Regions from separate parts of the Mus musculus genome. Here all the other regions are linked to region 1. A link is a contact called in public HiChIP or PLAC-seq data. All regions are on one chromosome and are shown on one strand. The core of a region is the stretch at or near the end of the contact, and the rest is flanking DNA. Distances in the headings are between cores, read along the strand shown.

Evidence for each region. HiChIP or PLAC-seq counts read pairs in DNA pulled down with a chosen protein or histone mark.
Region 2: an H3K4me3 HiChIP or PLAC-seq map of the SCID.adh cell line shows a contact between it and region 1, with 10 read pairs. The contact joins the enhancer-like site here to the promoter of 4632428C04Rik in region 1. A contact is called at or near these places in 4 of 484 Hi-C or Micro-C datasets (the G1E-ER4 cell line, cerebral cortex, liver and 1 more), 8 of 115 datasets of contacts at active chromatin or transcription factors (the SCID.adh cell line, craniofacial prominence, differentiating embryonic stem cells and 5 more) and 1 of 9 other capture datasets (adipose tissue).
Region 3: an HNF4G HiChIP or PLAC-seq map of pancreatic cancer cells shows a contact between it and region 1. The contact joins the enhancer-like site here to the promoter of 4632428C04Rik in region 1. A contact is called at or near these places in 1 of 39 promoter capture datasets (the 3T3-L1 cell line), 1 of 15 datasets of contacts at CTCF or cohesin (the NIH/3T3 cell line), 6 of 484 Hi-C or Micro-C datasets (B cells, brown adipocytes, embryonic fibroblasts and 3 more) and 8 of 115 datasets of contacts at active chromatin or transcription factors (embryonic basal ganglia, embryonic limb bud, embryonic stem cells and 5 more).

The regions. Positions count from the first base shown.
Region 1 is chr16:30,007,362-30,010,664 of GRCm38.p6, reverse strand. 4632428C04Rik (RIKEN cDNA 4632428C04 gene) reads right to left here and starts at 1,998. Exons shown (of 3, transcript NR_033631.1): 1 at 1,935-1,998.
Region 2 is chr16:29,855,074-29,858,642 of GRCm38.p6, reverse strand. No RefSeq gene overlaps it. Among named protein-coding and RNA genes, the nearest start is that of Gm32740, 3.7 kb to the left of the region's middle. Within about 2 kb of position 2,237, at least 9 of the 459 cell types and tissues checked have an H3K27ac peak or open chromatin away from gene starts, as enhancers often do. A contact at or near this core is called in the SCID.adh cell line, where this site is marked.
Region 3 is chr16:29,753,114-29,756,318 of GRCm38.p6, reverse strand. No RefSeq gene overlaps it. Among named protein-coding and RNA genes, the nearest start is that of Gm46567, 59 kb to the left of the region's middle. Within about 2 kb of position 1,263, at least 47 of the 459 cell types and tissues checked have an H3K27ac peak or open chromatin away from gene starts, as enhancers often do. A contact at or near this core is called in pancreatic cancer cells, where this site is marked.

The sequences.
Region 1 (3,303 bases), core at 749-3,248:
ACCCCTACCTGGTCCATTCATCCTTTATCACACTAGGATAGAATTAACTCCTTAGGAGACTTTCTAATTGCTTGATTGAGAGCCCCAACTGGAGATCATGGGACTTCAGAGTAACCTTCCTCTTCCTCTGCTTCTCTCAGTGTCCACTGGCGCCATCAGCGTCTGCTGTGTCTCCTCTGGAGCCGTGCTTCATGCTGGCTGAATGACCTAGCATATACCCCGTTGACTGTGGATCTCCAGAGGGGACATCTCGGTTGGTCCTTTGACACACTAGCATAACTGAGCACTTAACTGACTGAGTCACAGGGCAGGGGTGGTTTATTTCCCCAACCAAGAAGAGTTCGAAAAGTCCTACCAGGGTCTACAGAATCTGAGCTGTGGAAGATGCAAATGGCGATTGGGCAGGTCCGGGGGCGGGGGGGGGGGGGGGGCTCACAAGTGAGTGCTATGGGGTAGTGAGAGCAAAGGCTGTGTGTGTGGGATAACCTGAACTACATCTAGACACCGAGGTGACATTTACAGGTCCCAAACTTCTGGCAGATGGTTTCACCTAAGTCTCTTTAATGATAAACCAGGTGCTGGGTGTGGTGGCACGCTCCTGTAAGTTTCAGGGTCAACCTAGGCTACATTAGTAAGACCCTGACTCAAAAAAAAAAAAAAAAAAAAAGCGCGAACTTTGAACCTTGGTCTGTGGGACCTTCAAGTCTGATGAAAGCTGCGGGCTTGTGTGGTCTCAGAATAGGTAGATGCAGATCGGGGTGGGGATGCACGCAGCAACAGCTGCAGAAGTCATGTAGAGTTCACACACGCCCAAGGGAAGCCAAGGTTGGAGTGCTCAGCCTTCCCATGGGGACAACACCCACCACAGTCACAGTCCCCCGCCTTTTTTAAAGTGTGTGGTTATGTGGGTGTGCATTTGTCCGCGCAGGCTTCCAGCTGTTTGCTTCTATCTGTACAACGACTGCCAGAAGGAACTGCGACCTAGACTTTTGATCCAGTCAATAAACACACGGGAGCTGGGCCTGGCCACAGTGGTCAGACTCAGAAGCGAGACTCTAGATGAAGGGACAGTAACGATAAAAGCCTTCCCCTCACCCCTCCAGTCTTTCTGGCAGTTCGTGTCTGAATCTAAAAGCCAGAAGTGGCACCGTCTCTAACGAGCAACTTCTCTGGTTTTCTGCTTTGTAACTAGGAGCATCACCAGGAGTTTGAAGCCACAATGAATTCAGACTAGTTTGGATTACAGATACCCCCTCCCCCCCCCCCCCCCCGGTCTAAAAAAAGCAAAGAACGCACAAGGAACACAGGGTGTGTAGGTATCCGCCGTGGTGATGTATCCCCCACCCCTCTGTCCCCCCTCAATGGACAAGCATCGGAGCCTCTGCTGCTGTACGCCTAGGTAGCCAAGGGTTAACCGGCGTCCCCCTCCCCCCTCCGCCCCCGCCGGGCTGGGCAAGGCGGGAAGGCGGCGCGCCGGGTGCCAAAGTCGGAACCTGCTCTCGGCAGCTCCCCGCGCTGCCTTGACTCACCGCCAGGCCTGGCGCGGCCGCCGGCTGTGGAATGTGTGAGCGCCATGTGTCACCGCCCCAGACTGTGGGAAAACGCTGCTCCGCTCACCTCCCAGCAGCTGGCCCGCGCCCGCCCGCCCGGGAGCCGGGAAACAGGAGCCGCCCGCCTGGGAGGCCGCCCGGGGCCACTTCCGAGCGCGCGCCGCCTCTCCGCCCACACGCCGGTCCCTGCCGGCGACCCGGGGCTGCGGCGCCACCCGCAGCGAGTGGCCCAGCACGCCCTTCTTTTGCCCCCGCTGGCCTTATGCATCCTCCTGCTCCACCAGGCCGGCCTTAGACACAGAGAGCCCCTGTTCTGAGAGCTCCTGGGCGGTGACCTCTTTCCGGGAAAGGGCCAGAGAACTGAGGGCTATGCAGGGGACTGACCTCATGGGGTTGTGTGACAGCTCCAGTCTGGACCTTGCCAGCCCTGAACAGGAGGTTCCACTCTGCCTGACCCTTCCCCCGGAGAGCTAGGCAAGAGCCCTGCACCTCAACGCGGGGGCAGCCTCCCCTCTAGTCATTGGATGAGAGTCACATGGGTCCAGAAGTCAGCCAGGGACAAGGTTTCCAATGCCTAGCCATGCAGGGAGATGTAGGCAAAGTCACATTCTGGGTGGCAGCCATGCAAGACTGGAGACAGCGCAGTGCACCTTGTTCCGAGCCTGGCTCTCCACTCCGTGGCCAAGTGTCTCTTCAGCCAAGGCTCCTTGTGGTGTCGCTGCCTTCCAGGGCAGTTGGGACGAAATCAGATGGGGGTGGGGGCAAACCTCGGGGTCCAGGGATCCAGGGTCTTCACCTAGCATCAGCCTCTGCTGCTTTCTGAGGGGTCGAGGTGTGTGTGTGTGTGTGTGTGTGTATGCCACCCCCGTAGGAGGCTCGGGACCTGGGTGGGGTCTCTGCTGTACCCAGCTCTCCTCCAGCATGATCTGTTTCTGTTTTTTCTCCCTGCCTGTTCTTCACAGTGGGCGATGAGGTCTCACTTCTGTGGTTCTTCCCAGGCTAACCTAATCCAGTTCAACAGCTGCCTCTCCTGAAGTCCCCATGCACTTGATTTCTGTCCCCGCTCTGTACCGGTCATGGCCTGCCTAACTAGTCTTTCTCTCTCCTGCAACTTCTTATTCAAAGACGGGCTACCCTTCTATGTACCCCCCCCCCCCCATGAACAACACTGAATTCTGCATGTGACAGCCACTCTGCAGATTGAGTGCACCCCCACATGAACACTTGTCAATACCATTTATCACAGGTTCAGAACCTCATTGCCCAGACATGTGACCTCGGTCAGGCTAATCTTGCCATCTCAAATCTCTCCCCTCACCTGCAGAACATAAATCTGAGTAGGGTGTGGTGCCACAGGCCTATGATCCCAGCACGTAGGAAGCAAGAAGATCACAAGTTTGAGGCCAGCCTCTGCTTTCTATTGGGGAATCTAATGAAGAAGAGAGGGAGGAGGAAGAAGAAAAGAAAAAAAGGGGGAAAAGAATGCATTCGGTGGTATTTGGTGCGCTATAAGCTTTGAATAATGAAACTCCAGTTAACGACAGGATGCATCATGGCAGTGGTTCTCAAAAGAGTATGTCATCTAGTGACACCTTACCCATCTTACTTTGTATAAGTGCACTCTATGAAGTTCCCATAATGATAAGGTCAGTGAGAGATCCCTGTCATTAATCCATATACAATTGCTAAAATACCATAGACTGGCGGCAGACATTGACTGACGCCCAGTTCTGGATGTTGAAGTCAAAGAATA
Region 2 (3,569 bases), core at 988-3,487, 150 kb after region 1:
GTATGGCCACCCTTCTTTATACAGCTGCAAGCCTTTGATGTATTGTCTGTCTAAAAATAGTTACAGTGTTGTGTGAGTGTAACTAGTCTGTCTGTCTGTCTGTCTATGTATGTTGATAGGCACATCTGTCTGTGTATGTTAGTGGGCACATGGTATAGAGTATGTGAGTAGGTCAAAGGAACATTTGTAGGAATTGGTTCTCTCCTTTCACCATGCCTTGACCCTTGGAAGCATAGGTCTTCAGGCTTGGTGACTGGCACCCCTGCCCACTGAGTAGTCTCACCAACACACAGTTCTTGATTTCATTTACTCCAAGCCTGTCTAAGTCCTGCCTCTGGCTTGTGATATATTTTGGCTTTGGGGTATCTCCTGCCTATTTGATGGCATCTCTGTATGTTGACTTGGCTCTTTTAGAGGACAGCTTGCATACTCTTGGCCTGTCTTCTTCAAAGTCTTTACTTCTGAAAACATTGTCTTCGTGGCATTTCTAAATTTATGCGGCAGCTTAGCTCTCAGAGAACTGGGATATACTGTAGGCCCGTGGACTGTGCCACTAGATGGGCATGGGACTGGTGAGGTGGGGCATGCTCAAACCCCAGGAATCTCAGAGATCAGAGACTGTAGAAGTTGGGGCTTCTCCCTCCCTGCTCAAATGCCTGCTCTGGAGCACATAACCACAGCACTCAGATAATATGCCCAGGGCCCTCAGTTATGTAGCACACCATCCGGAAAGCCTCTCCATGCTAATGAGGCATTTCAATAGCCTTAGCCTTCAGCCAATGACCTTTCCTCCCTGGATATTCTCACAACCTTACCCAAAATTATATAATCAATCCCTAGTTCACCCTGAATAAAGTGTATTCATTTATATCTACCCCCAATAAAGAAATATGAACAAGCTAAAATAACAGCTGCTTCTTTAAGGATTGCCATGGGGAGGGTCTTTGCTTAAAAGAGCCGTTACACTAAGTTTCCCTAAAGAAGACCTTCCCTCTTCTGCCACCCCTGTGGCATTTGCTCCCAGCCTGGAATCCTGCCCATCCTCGACTCTACGTTCCCCTTCTGGCCTGGTGTGCAGCAGTGTCTGATGCCTGGAAGGGAGGCAAGGACCCAGATGAGAATTGGGTATTTAATTTTAAGAATAATTGGAGGTCATTTTAGGATTAGAGGTGGACCATGTCACCATCAGGACTCTACTTTTTCCCAGGAACCTTGACATGGTAGACTGTGTGGACAGAAGGGGTGAGGGTTTCAGTTGGAACAATTCCAGCCCAAGATTAACTATGGGTAAAGTGCCTGTACCACCACTACCATCACCCTACCACCAGGCAGAAAGATCTGGTCCATCAGGGAAATGAGGCACACTTTCTCCAATAGCCAGCCAAAGGTGGCATTCTGTTTGTGTCACAGGGATGGCAGAATACCTACTATATGGTGAACATAGGTATGTATCCCTGTCTCAAGAAGGAAGTACTTAACTCCTCTATGGGGCTCAGTGTCCCCTTAAAGGGCTAGCTTCTAAATAATAACTTTTAATACATTGTGGTCCCATGTTCTGAATCTCCACTTGTGGCACCTGGACACCACCGATACACTGGCTCAGGGAGGGGAGGACTGGGCAAAGTCTGGGATGGGGAGTCTGCAGTCTTTGCCTCCCTTCCAGGCGTCAGACACTGCTGCACACCAGGCCTTAACTAGTCTCAGTTGTGATTTCCAATTGTTTTCTGCATGTATTCTAGTATTCTTGGCTGCATTTCTTCCTCTTCCTCCTCCTCCTCCTCAGATAGGGTCTCATGCAGCCCAAGTAGTTTTGAACTCCTTGTGTAGCTGAGGCTAGTCCCAGACTTGGAATCCTCTGGCCTCATCTTTAAAATGTAGCAGCTAAGGATGCATGCCCCCAGTGGTTGCTTTTTCATAGCACTGCACAATGCTTTCCACATTTCTTGAAGACTTCCTGTCTTCATCTATTCTTTCCTCTTGTTCCTTCTGTTTGGTGGAAACATTTTCCCAACCAAGTGAAGCTCAGGAGGGGTCTTGAATGGTGGCCAGGGAGTCTTCCGTCATCTGCACTCACAGCTTTGAAGATCACCCTTGAGTTTTCAAGACCCACCTTCAACCTCAATAGGCTTAAGACATCTCCCAGTAAATCTTTGTGCTTTTGCTCATTCTCCATGTGCGTCAGTACTCTTAGACATACAGCCTTTCTGTAGGTCTCATTCTAGTGAGACTAAAAGTCTTTTGAAGATAAGATTTGATCTTTCCTTTCCTGTGTTATGCACACAGTGCTCTCTCACGGAAGAGCAAAGTTTGTGCATCTGCTGCATCAAGCAATGACTCTAAACAAAGGAGGGACCTTTCCACAGATCGCCTTCTCCTTCTAGCTTCTTTTTAGGTCAAATAGACCTGCCACAAAAAGGAATGATCTTGGCTAGGAGTGGTAGTAAATGCCTTTAATCCCAGAACTCAGGAGGTAGAGATAGGTGGATCTGTTTGAGTTAGAGGCCAGCCTAGTCTACAGAGGGAGTTCCAGGCCAGCGAAGGCTACATAGTAAGACACTGTCTAAAGAAATTGAAATAAATAACTACGTAGATAAAAAAGGAATGATCTTTGGGGTCATAATAGAAAACCAGTCTTAAGCATAAACTGTTGGATCAAAAACCTAGTGTGTTTCCAATCACTTTCACCATGCAATGGCTCTCATGCTCTGCCCACATGGAAACTCACGCTGTGGTTGCTGAAAGTTGATTTCTGTGGCCACCGCTTACACATAACGAAGGATATCGCGTGTGGTTATTTTAGATCTAGGAAAGTCAACCTTGAAAGCTTCAAACCTATTCAGCCAATCTCTACTTAGGAAAAAAAAAAAAAAAAGAACAGATGGAGTTGTTTCTTCAAAGCATTTGATTATCGAGCACACATTTTACGGGACCTCAAGGGTCACTGAGGTTCCTGTCTTATCACTCGAGCTGCATTCCTGAACCTGTAAAAGAAATGAGCTGCTTAGCGTGTTCCTTTGTAGCTGGCCCCCACGCCTTTGGATCTACCTGTTTTCAGGATGCCTTTGGGCAGCCATAATGAAAGGATATTTTCCTATACGGTATGGAGGCTAGTCTCCTCACAACAGCTTGGCAAGGAGAAGAATAAAATCTATTTTACATCTCCTGAATGACTCTAATTGGGTTTTGAAGACCAAACAATTCCCTTCAGTACAGCTGGGGCTTTGGGTAGCCCCAAACCAATTAACTCAAATTATATAATTTCCCCCCACCCCCACCCCTGCTCCCTAAACTTGACTTGCCTAGTTAGCAGTGAGGGGAATTAGTTCAGATGCCTCTGCTGCCTGGCACAATGAGCGAACTCAGCTGTGGGCCAGCCAGAAGCATCTTGCCTGTGGAAAGGAATAAAGGCACACTCGAGTTGAGTGGCCGTGTCCTTGGTATGGCTCTCTCCTCCTTCTACAGTGTAATTCCAAATTTGGCATAAATATATTAATGGATTATGGGAGAGAGGAAAACATCCGAGCCTTTGAATGGGAGCAAGCAAGCTTGCTCTTGGAAATGTGCAAGGC
Region 3 (3,205 bases), core at 14-2,513, 250 kb after region 1:
GAAAGGATTAGGAGGTGTGGCCTTGTTAGAGTAGGTGTGGCCTTATTGAGGTAGGTGTGGCCTTATGGGGTAGGCGTGGCTTCAGAGGAAGTGTGTCACTGGCTTGGGCTTTGAGGTTTCAAAAGTCTATGCCAGGCCCACTGTCTCTCTCTTCCTGTTGCCTATGAATCCAGATGTAGAGTTCTCAGCTCCTTCTCCAGCAGCAGGTCTGTTTCCATGGCACCATGCTCCCCACCATGATGAGAATGGACTAAACCTCTAAGACCATAAACAAGCCCTGGTTCAATACTTATTTTTATGAGTTGCTGTGGTCATGGGGTCTCTTTGCATCCATAGAACACTGCCCGTGTGAGTGTATGCACATATCTGCGGGTGTAGATGGATGCCAGAAGATGGCAGACACCCAGAGGCTGGAGGGTCAAGCTTCTGAGTTACCTGACTTTTGGGAACCAAACCAAGTGTGCTCCTCTCTTCAGTGAGCCATCTCTCCAGCACCTCTCTTTTATAGTAAGACACCAATTGAAATTAGCACTTGGGATAATTATACATAAACGACAAACCATAAACCAGTTTTTGTTTCAATGAAAGATTAAATCAAACTGAGTTAGTTTATTTTGAGTTTGTGGTCAGTATCCAAATCTATTTTTAACCTCTAATATTCCATGAAATGTGATCTCTGGACAGCAAACAGTGTGTCTTTTCTGTCCTGTGCAGACGGCACTCTTATGGGACAGAACCTCTTTATTTTGTCAGTGTGGTGGCCAGAGCCAGGGAAGGGGTTCAGGCAAACCTTCTTTAGAGCCTGTTTCTGGGCTAAATGTTAATTAAGCTTGAACCCTCTTTGATCCTGGAGGGGCTAGGCTTCGATGAGAGAGGGCAGTGGAGAGAAAGAGCCATTTGTGGAATAGTTAAGGATGTAAGTTCCCTCTGTGTTATGCCAGCTTTCTGCATGATCTCAGGTGTCTCCCATCCACCCCAGGCCTCAGTTTCCCCACCTGTGGGAAGGAGGATGGGGCCAGATCCTCTTTAAAGAACTTCACTGATCCCACATGCCATCTGACTTCGACTTTGCTGTGTGTGCCAGTCGGAGCCTGAGAGGAGAAAGATCCCTGGCGGAGGGAAGGGAGGGTTTATTCTGAGACATAGATGACTAAGAGGAAAATTGCTAATAAGGAGAGAAAGAAGGCTGGCCCTTGCACAGACCTAGATTGTTATAGAGCTGTGGTGGCCTTGCCCTGTGACTTGCCAGCACACACCCGGCAGCAGCCACTGAATGCTGCATTATGGTGCTGGAACACCCTGCGGCAGAAGTGGCTATTTGCAGAGTCCATCAGAGCAGTCGCAGGGAGTGAGCAGCCAGAGCTGTCAGCTTTCTCCAGGCATAGTCAGACTGTGTCTAGCACAGAGACCTCCCAGGGAGACCAGAGCAGAGGAAATCAGGTTGGAAATTCACTGGCAGCCCACACTTGACCCAATGGAAAGTGCTGACCTGAGTAGAGGGAACGTCACAATTTGGTAAGGCCAGCCAGACTGTGGTGTTCAAACAAACACGCTGGAGCAAGGTTACCTCCTATCCCATGCTGCTCTTAATGCAGGGCACCAGCATACAGCTTCCGTGGAGAAGATAGAATCCCTGGTCCCTGTCCTCACGGAGCTCGCAATCCAGTGAGAAGAGCAGAAACAGCAATGTGGCCATGTTCCAGTTTGCCAGATGCCATTCTTGATGTAGATGGGCATGAGGGGCATAAACAACCCAGAACTTGATTCTGGTGGATGGTATATGATTAACTGTGATGACCAACTTGCCCTGATTCAGCAATACCTATGAGATGGGATGATAAGGTTGTGTTCTTCTATGGTCTGTTTCAGGATTGCAGCCTGGGAGGTTTAGGGGCTCTACTGAGTGGACTCTGTTAGCATTTTGTCTAAGCTCCGCCCCACAGTTGCCTGCCAACAGCCAGGTGTGCCTGACTCACTATAAAAGGGGCTGCTTGCCCCTTCTGCTCTCTTTTGCTTTCTTGCCTTCCTGCTCTCCCTCTGTCCTCTTGTCCCTTCCCCCTCACTTGCCGTTTCCTCCCCTCCCCCTTTCCATGTACTCACGGCGGTCTCTCTAAGCTCCCCCCTCTCTCCTACTCTCTCAACTCCCCTCCCCATGTATTCCGTCCTGTGGCTGGTCCCTCAGGGGGAAGGGATGCCTCAGCATGGGCCCTCGGAGGTATCCCTATGCCCCACACCTGACCACACATCCACCAAACATATTCCTCTCCCCTTTTTATAAAACACAACAGACTCAACTCTTGATCCATTCATAGTACGATGGCACTGTTGGGAGTGGGTAAGAGGTATAGGTAGTTGCCTACTATAGGTATAGGAAGTACATCACTGGGGTATGACCTTGGAACTATTTTACTTGACATCTTCCTTTTTTCTATTGCTTCCTGGCTGCCACGGTGTGAGCTGTTTTGCTTCTCCATGCCTTTGGGACCCAGATGGACCTCTAAAAGAATAGGAGTGTCTCCCCAATTCTGGGTATTTTTGTAACAGCTCTACCAAACTAATCTGTAGGAAGGAGAAAAGGTGCACAAAGACAAAGAAATGTTCCCTGAGTTTTGGAAGATAATGAAGATTTCCCAAGGTAAAAGAGGAACAGTCAACAGCCTTCAGAAGCCAGGGGAGAGGCAACGCATGGCTGATGGAGAGGAGGAACCAGCCAGGCTAATACTGTGATCACAACTGACAGGTATTGTCTTTTACTCAGCTAGTAGTAACTTGCCCCAATAGCTATGGAAACTCATACTGTAAGCATATGAACTTACAGTCTGAACTGTTACTGGCTGGCCAGGACCCCTATGTCCCAGAGATGCTTCTTATAGAGCTGGTAGAAGGGCTTTGGAGCTTCTGTACTTAATTATGCAAGCTGATATTCTTTTAGACTCCGAATATTCACTCGGATCATGTATGTATCTACTCAAGTATATTCCGTTTTCTTTTCTCTTTTTGATTCAGAAAGATAAGTTCTCTGCAACTACCTTGGGTATTTGCTATTCTGACTGATTACTTTAAGTAAATTTCAAATTTGCAGAAGAGTATCAAAGAAATGCACAGAGATTCTGTAAACCTTTCTCCCAGCTTCCCCAGTGTTAGCATCCTACAAGTCAGTCAATGATACTAAGGCATTGCCATTGTGTCCTGAACGATTTCTATG